Regions from separate parts of the Sus scrofa genome. Here region 2 is linked to region 1. A link is a contact called in public HiChIP or PLAC-seq data. All regions are on one chromosome and are shown on one strand. Each heading gives the region's core, a stretch centred on a gene start, on an enhancer-like site or on the middle of the called end of the contact. The rest is flanking DNA. Distances are from core to core; before and after follow the strand shown. Region 1 overlaps RFT1 (protein RFT1 homolog). Region 2 overlaps DCP1A (decapping mRNA 1A).

What was found. HiChIP or PLAC-seq counts read pairs in DNA pulled down with a chosen protein or histone mark.
Region 2: an H3K27ac HiChIP or PLAC-seq map of alveolar macrophages shows a contact between it and region 1. The contact joins two enhancer-like sites. A contact is called at or near these places in 2 of 47 Hi-C or Micro-C datasets (embryonic fibroblasts and epiblast stem cells) and 1 of 2 datasets of contacts at active chromatin or transcription factors (alveolar macrophages).

The regions. Positions count from the first base shown.
Region 1 is chr13:35,233,459-35,237,737 of Sscrofa11.1, forward strand. All of the region lies in intron 6 of RFT1 (protein RFT1 homolog), which reads right to left. Among named protein-coding and RNA genes, the nearest start is that of RFT1, 22 kb to the right of the region's middle. Within about 2 kb of position 1,828, at least 12 of the 83 cell types and tissues checked have an H3K27ac peak or open chromatin away from gene starts, as enhancers often do. A contact at or near this core is called in alveolar macrophages, where this site is marked.
Region 2 is chr13:35,406,667-35,410,945 of Sscrofa11.1, forward strand. The region is part of intron 6 of DCP1A (decapping mRNA 1A); the gene reads right to left. Among named protein-coding and RNA genes, the nearest start is that of TKT, 31 kb to the left of the region's middle. Within about 2 kb of position 1,900, at least 3 of the 83 cell types and tissues checked have an H3K27ac peak or open chromatin away from gene starts, as enhancers often do. A contact at or near this core is called in alveolar macrophages, where this site is marked.

The sequences.
Region 1 (4,279 bases), core at 578-3,077:
AGACAGGTGGCCTCAAAGCCAGAGAGCTGACTATAAAATGCAGGAGTAGGGCAGCTAGCTGGACATGACTGCTTTTCTACTTCCTCCCCAGCTCCTTCTAGGAGCCACTCCTCGATCATGAAGGCATCCTGGGATTCCAGAATATTCAGTTTAGGTGTTAGTTTTTGTTTTTTTGTTTTTTGGTTTTTTTTTTTGCTTTTTGCTTTTTAGGGCCACACTCACGGCATACAGAGGTTCCCAGGCTAGGGGGCGAATCAGAGCTGCAGCTGCTGGCCTACACCACAGCCACAGCAACATCAGATCCCAGCTGCATCTGCGACCTATACCACTGCTCACAGCAACGCCAGATCCTTAACCCACTGAGAGCGAGGCCAGGGATCGAACCCGCAACCTCACGTTTCCTGGTCAGGTTCATTAACCGCTGAGCCACAAAGGGAACTCCAGGTGTTAGGTTCTTAATCTCAGGATACTTGCATTTTGAAATATTCTTATTAACTCAGTGATGACTTTTGAAAGATGTGATTTCAGGGGGTTCTTTAGGAGGAAAGAATGAATCACTGGGCCAAGCTCATCCCACCTCTCCAAAAGGTCGACTTTACCTATGGAAGGTGGTCCAAGGCCAGGCCTGGAACCTGTCCTAGTCACATGGGCCCCTGCTCTTGGCCCAAAGCCCATCTGTTCAGAGCAATGCTATTCAGTAGAAATATAATCAGGCCACATACATAATTTTAAATTTTCTAGCAGCCTACAATGAACAGTAAAAAGAAACAGGTAAAATTAATTTAATTTAATTTTTTCTTCTTTTTTGCCATTTCTTGGGCCGCTCCTGGGGCACATGGAAGTTCCCAGGTTAGGGGTCGAATCGGAGCTATAGCCGCCCAGCCTATGACAGAGTCATAGCAATGTGGGATCCGAGCCGCATCTGCAACCTACACCACAGCTCACAGCAACGCTGGATCCTTAACCCACTGAGCAAGGCCAGGGATCGAACCTGCAACCTCATGGTTCCTAGTCGGATTCGTTAACCACTGAGCCACGACGGGAACTTCGGGTAACATTAATTTTAATATACTTGATTTAACCTCAAATATTATCATTGTAACATGAAAAGAAATACTGGAAGAATTTCACATTCTTTTTCTTTTTTTTTTTTTTTGTCTTTTTTGTCTTTTTGTTATTGTTGTTGTTGTTATTGTTGCTATTTCTTGGGCCGCTCCCGCGGCATATGGAGGTTCCCAGGCTAGGGGTCGAATCGGAGCTGTAGCCACCGGCCTACGCCAGAGCCACAGCAACGCGGGATCCGAGCCGCATCTGCAACCTACACCACAGCTCACGGCAATGCCAGATCGTTAACCCACTGAGCAAGGGCAGGGACCGAACCCGCAACCTCATGGTTCCTAGTCGGATTCATTAACCACTACGCCACGACGGGAACTCCCCACATTATTTTTCTATATTAATTCTTTGAAATCCTGTGTGTATTGAGTGCACTTACAGCTCATCTCAATTCCAAATGCTCTGTAGCCACATGTGGCTGGTGTGTACCGTTTAGGACAGGGCAAGTCTAGAGTACCCTTGAAAGCAAGGGTCGTTTCCAGTCCCCAAATCTTCTCACCCCTTGGTTTCAGAACCTTTCTGCCAGATTTGGAGGAAAGTTCTGAACCTTCTTCCCAAACCACACTGCCTTCAACACATCACTGGACCTGGAGCCGATGCCGGGGGTAGCTCTAGTCCAGGAGCAAATTTTCCCCAGTCAGAAGGAAACTGGACATTTCCTTTTTCCAGAACAAAGAGCGCTGGACCTCCCTACACCACTAGGGGGCACTGTGAACCATATCATCCTCATACACTGATCCTGCCCATAGCTGGCTTTGGGGGGAGCCAGAACACAGCATCTTCCCTCTCTCACACTGCCCGTTCCATGCCAGGTGGTCCTCTGAGGGGTGGGGTAGGTCTGAAAAGTAACCATGCTCTTTCTAAAGGAAATGAACAGTTATGGTGGGCCAACAAGGCTGTTGTGAAGCCTACATGCCAGTAGGTTGTGAACTGGTTTGGAAATGTGACCGAGCTCCTTAAAAAAAAAAAAAAGTTCTCTAGGAGAATGAAATCATGACAGGATATCTGATCTGAAAGCTCATACTTGAGCATTCCTTTCTCCTAGTGCCTCCAATTTAATCAGACCCATGGTTTGGAAGGAATGGCCACCCTGCTCACTAACTCCAAAATGCTCAATAAGGACATAAGAGGTAGGAAGTCTGACAGGAGGCTGGGTTTCTTCTCAGAGGCATCTGCTAAGTGCTAGAAAATGAAACACATTCTTTGGGCTTTTACTGTTCTGAATGGATCTGTCATTTGGAAAGGTCAAAAGACGCTGTCTCTTCCACAAGAGCTAAGTTGGTACTGCTGAGCTGGTCTACATGGCTGTGAATTTCTTCAGGATCCCCTGATGCACAAGCCATTCCACTACCTTCCTGTACTGATGGAGAAACTGAGGTATGGATGGGGAAAGGGGATGGGCAGTACCTCTGGAGAAGGTCTGGAACTGGAGCTCAGGGGCTCACTGTGCTTTAACCTGAATCACTCGTTCACTTCCTAAATGCTTCTGACCCAGAATGGTCCAACCAGATGCATATTTACCACATTGATGAGAGTCACTGGGGCCACGGTCTTGCCCCCTGCTCTCCCATCACCACCACACCCTAAGCGGTGCTCCTTCCTCTCCCTCTCACTCCAGAGCTGTCGATTGCCCTGGCTTTGTCCACGGTCCCATTTTCACCCACCAGCCCACTGTCCTCATCACCATGGTACTGCCTCCTTGTGCTCTTCCTCACTTCTAACCTTTTCTAACCTTTTCCAGCCTCCTTGTGGTAGGGTTCAGGCTTTCGAGTCCAGCACAGAGACAGGGGATCGAACTACAGCTCCTCATTTACAGAGTGTGAAGGACATGGTCAAGACACTTAATTTTGCTAAGCTTCAGTTTTCTCAACTGCAAAATGGGATAAGAAGTCCTACCTCCTGAAGCTGGTATAAGGACTGAATGAGACAAAATGAGACATGATAAATCTGTAGCAGATGGGAAGCTCCTCAACACAAGCAGTTAGATCATGGTACTGTTCAAAAACCTTTCATTAGGCTCCACTGCCCTTGAATTACACTCCACAGCACTGAGAACATCATTACTTGGCTGTAGCTCAGCAGCCCAAATAACCTCCTTCCCCTTTTGTTTCTTCACTTCTCCCCTGCCCAAACGTCCAGCCACCTTAAGTGTCCAGTCACCACTGCAATCCCAAGTCCAACACAGTGAAGGGCATATAACAGGGCCTAAGCAAATGCTCTTCCTTCTCACAGCCACAAATGCTCATTTCCATCCCATGTACACATTCACCTCCACCCACTCATGTGTCAAGGCCTGGCTCAGAAGCAGTTCCCTCCAGGAGTTCCTGCCATGGTACAGTGGAAACGAATCCAACTAGGAACGATGAGGTTGCATGTTTGATCCCTGGCCTTGCTCAGTGGGTTAAGGATCCAGTGTTGCCGTGAGCTGTGGTGTAGGTCGCAGAGGCAGCTTGGATCTGGTGTTGCTGTGACTATGGTGTAGGTCAGAAGCTACAGCTCTGTTCAGACCCCTAGCCTGGGAACCTCCATATGTAGTGGGTGGAGCCCTAAAAAAAAGACCAAAAAAAAAAAAAAGGCAGCTACCTCCAGGAAGCCTTCCTTGATACTCATAGATGGAATTCATCAGTTCTTTCTCCATGCTTCCATCTTGCTAACACTAGGCACACAGTGTAGTGAGCAGAGCACACAACTTCTCTTGCCATCATGCTGCCAGTTCTGAGAGCAGGGACCCTATGCGGGGAACCTTGTACAGTGTTTCACACAGCATACTGCTTAATGCATGCTTGCTGTGTTAAATTCCTTGGCTTTGCTTGAATACGTGCCCATCTCTCATATTAAATCACTCAAAAATGTAAAAGGATAGAAAAGATATAAAAGGCAGCCATTATTTGAGGTGTCATTATTTTAAAGCTAAAGAAGTATCTTTAAAGAAAATGGAATTCTACAAGAGGTGAAAAGAAATCTCCCAAACCGGTCAAGTTAATTTTGAATGGAATTGTTTCACCAGTTTTGTATGAGGGAGTCCCCAATGCAGAAAGCTACTCTGAAGAGGCAAGAAGGCACATTGATGGTATAGTCATCCACTGCATTCAGATTTGCCTCATTTCTTTTCTTTTTTTAAAAAAAAATGAACTTGAATTATGAATTGTTCTACCTGGAACCT
Region 2 (4,279 bases), core at 650-3,149, 170 kb after region 1:
TCTGTGTGTGTATACCAACATTTAGATATGCCTACTTTAAAAAAGAGACCATATTGGAACTATCTTGTAGAAACTTAAGAGTCTTTTCCAGTAAGAATACTATTTTAAGTTGTAAGAAAAAGACCACTCAAACAACAGGACATGGAGAAGCCTTACCATGAATGAAATACACCTTAGGCTTCAAAAATGACATGATCCAGGTGGCAATTTCTAGCTGTCTAGTAGAACACGAATCAACATTTTTTTTTTTTTAAAGTCCTCTATCATAGCACACGGACATTCCCAGGCTAGGGGTAAAATCAGAGCTACAGCTGCCAGCCTACACAACAGCCACAGCAACGTGGGATCCGATCTTCATCTGCGACCTACACCACAGCTCATGGCAATGTGGGATTCCTGACCCACTGAGTGAGGCCAGGGATTGAACCTGCATCCTCATGGTTACTAGTCAGATTAGTTTCTGCTGCACCACAAAGGGAACTCCCACAAATCAACTTTTGAATAAGTAAAATTATCCACATTTACATGTGAAATGTTTCTACACTTATATTTAAAAACAGGTATTTCTAATGGCTTAAAATCTACTTCATATTAAAAAAAGGAAACTATATGGTAGAACGCTGCACCCTGACTGCAAATGAAGCAGACAGTTTCCAGATTTCTCCATGCTGCCTCCCTGCAACTTCTGCCAGGCCAGACACAGATTCTCAGACCTTCTCTGGAATAGGGTGTGTGGGATGGGTGTCAGAGTACTATTATTATTGCCATTTTATAGATGATGCTCAAGTACAACAACAGAACCAGACTCCAACCTAGTTCTAACAAGACACTTCACATTCTTAATCACTATTGCACTGCACTGAGATGTCCACTGAGCAGATTACAGGTTACTTAATCAACTGAATGGTGATATAATCCTCTGGGAAACAGAGGTACAACTATGGCTCAAAGGACTAAGAAGTGGACACAGGTCAAAATGGACCAATTTTTGGAAATAGGTAAATGGCTGAATCAGTCAAAGGAGGGTGAGTGAGCATAGCACGTGCCTCCATGTAAGCTCCCTAAAGCTCTATATAATCTGACTTGGAAAGGACCCTCTCTATGCTTCTCTGCTTCTGACAAGAAAAACTGGCTGCATTCCTCTAGGAGCTGGGCTTTTTATTCATGGATTCATCATCCCTCATCTGTGGAAAAGGTGAAATTTTATTCTTGATTCATGTCTGAATAAGCTTAAAGTCTAGATTCTGAGCTCTGCAATGCCTCACTTAAACCTAGTTTTAGTCTGACCATTCCCTTGGGAAACAGAATTTACTAAGTGACAGCATGTATGGTACTCAAAAAAATTCTTATAAATTATAGCAGACCATTGTTCCTTCCTCACCCTATTTTGCTGTTTAGAGAAGCTTGTATATATATTTGTCTTTTTAGGGCCTCACATGACATACGGAGGTTCCCAGACTAGGGGTCCAATCAGAGCTGTAACCGTCGGCCTACACCACAGCTACAGCAATATCAGATCTGAGCTGCATCTGCGACCTACACCACAGCTCACGGCAATGCCGGATCCTTAACCCACTGAGCAAGGCCAGGGATTGAACCCACAACCTCATGGTTCCTAGTTGGATTCATTTCTGCTTAGCCATGATGGGAACTCCAGAATCTAATATTTCTGTTTAAGTTTATTGTGTACATGTCAGATTTCTTACCTGGGAGTGCCCTGGGAACACTAGAAGGTATGATTATTCTTAACCACAGGGACCAAAAAAACAATACCAAAAAAAAAAATCTAGGAAAACAGTCCCAAGGGAAGTTTAACAATAAGTTAATTATGGAACAAGTAAAATTTAATACTATTAAAGCTCAAGAGCATTTTTTTTTCTCAGCACTAGATGGCAGTACTACTACACCAATGAACTATCTTTGCATAGGGCTGATTATGGATTTAAGCTAATTTTCGTCAATCATGGGGCTTTGATAGTATCCAGATCTCAATAGTTTACAAAATGCTGCCACTGTGGCCTATAAAATGGAGTTTTAGGAGGCCCATTTCTTTCCTTCCTTCCTTTTTTTTTTTTAGGGCCACACCCATGGCATATGGAAGTTCCCAGGCTAGGGACTGAATTGGAGCTACAGGTGCCAGCCTACACCACAGCCACAGCAACACCAGATGTGAGCCTCATCTGCGACGACGTACACCACAGCTCACGGCAACACTGGATCCTTGACCCACTGAGCAAAGCCAGGGATCAAACCCGTGTCCTCCTAGTCAGGTTCATTACTGCTGAACCACAATGTAACTCTAAGGGTCCATTTTTTTCATTTGGGTCTTACAGTTAGTCTGTGAGTTAGGCAGTGCAAGAATCCTTAATCCCATGATTCAGAAAGGAAAGGGATATATGTATAACTAAATCACTTTGTTGTACATCTGAAACTAAGACACAATTGTAAATCAACTATGCTCCAATATATAATAAAAATTAATTAAAAAAAAAAAAAAAGAAAGATGGAGTTCCAGTCGTGGCTCAGCAGAAATGAATCTGACTAGCATCCATAGGATGCAGGTTTGATCCCTGGCCTCGCTCAGTGGATTAAGGATCTGGTGTTGCTGTGAGCTGTGGTATAGGTTGCAGACCTGGCTGGGCTTGTTGTGGCTGGCATTGTGTGGCTGTGGTGTAGGCTGGTGGCTATAGCTCCAATTGGACCCCTAGCCTGGGAACCTCCATATGCCACTGGTGTGGACCTTAAAAAAAAAAAACAGAAAGAAAACAGGAAGTGACTGGCTCACTGGACAGTCATGGCTAATAAACCAGACCAGAAGGAATCTGGAGACTCTGCTCCTTCCCTGCCTCTCTTAACATCTATTTTTGTAAAATTAAATTTTACATAGCACTGCTTTTAATATATGTTTGGCCTTCAGGATCCTAACTCCAAGCACGGTAAAATGGAGCAAAGGTATATAGTATACAAAAATCTGTTTTAAATTAACCATCATCTACACACCTAAAAAAGATGATGGATACATTGTTCATGGGAATGTAAAATAGTACAGCCTCTCTGGAAAACAATATGGCAGTTTTTTACTAAATTAAAACATGCAATTACCAAATTACCCAACATTTACACTCTTGGGCATTTATTTCAGAGAAAAAAAATTTATATACAAAAACATACATACAAATGTTCATGGAAGTTTTATTAATAACAGCCCTAAACTTAAAACAATCCAGATGTCCCTTAACAGGAAAATGGTTAAAAATGTAAATTACACCCAGCAGTGAAAGGGAATTATTGATATACACAACAATTTCAATGAATCTTCAGGAGTTGTGCTGTATGAAGAAAGACAACCCCAGAAGTTTATATATTGTATGATTCCATTTATAGAAAATTCTTCTTTTTCTTTTTAGGGTTGTACCTGTGGCATATGGAAGTTCGCAGGCTAGGGGTCTAATCGGAGCTGCAGCTGCCACCCTATGCCACAGCCACGGCAACGTGGGATCTGAGCCACATTTATGACTTACACCACAGCTCATGACAGTGCTGGATCCTTAACCCACTGAGCAGGGCCAGGGATCGAACCTATATCCTCATGGATACTAGTAGGGTTTGTAACCAGCTGAGCCACAATGGGAACTCCCATTTACAGAAACTTCTTGAAGCAACAACATTATAGAGCTGGAGACAGATTAGTCACTGCTGGGGGCTAGGGATGGGAAGGGGGAAGGCTGGGAGGGTGCGACATGTAAGTCAGTGTGATAATCAAAGGGCAATCAAGAATCCTTGTGTGGATCTACTACATCTTGCCTGTGGTGGTAGATACACAAAGCTCTACATAAGAAAAAATTGCACAGAACTAAGTACACACATGCACATACACACACAAATGAGTATGAATAAAAGTAAGGAAATATGAATGAGATGGGTATATTGTGTCAAGATCCTGGTTGTGATAGTGTACTACATTTTGCAAGCTGTTATCAATGCAATAAATGGGTAAAGGGGACATGGATCTTCTGTATCATTTCTTATAGTTGTGTATGGATCTATAATTATCTCAAAGTAAAAAGTTTAATAAAAGAACTATATTTTTTACTTGATATTTGTTCATTTATCAAGCCATCAGTCATAAAGGGAAGTAATTCATTCAACAAATATTTACAGTGCTAGAGGCTGAGGATATAGCAATGAACACGGCAGATAAAACTGTATGCCCCCATGGAGTTTACATTTTGGTGGGGAGGAGACACACAATGAATAAATAAGAAAACCATACACCTTG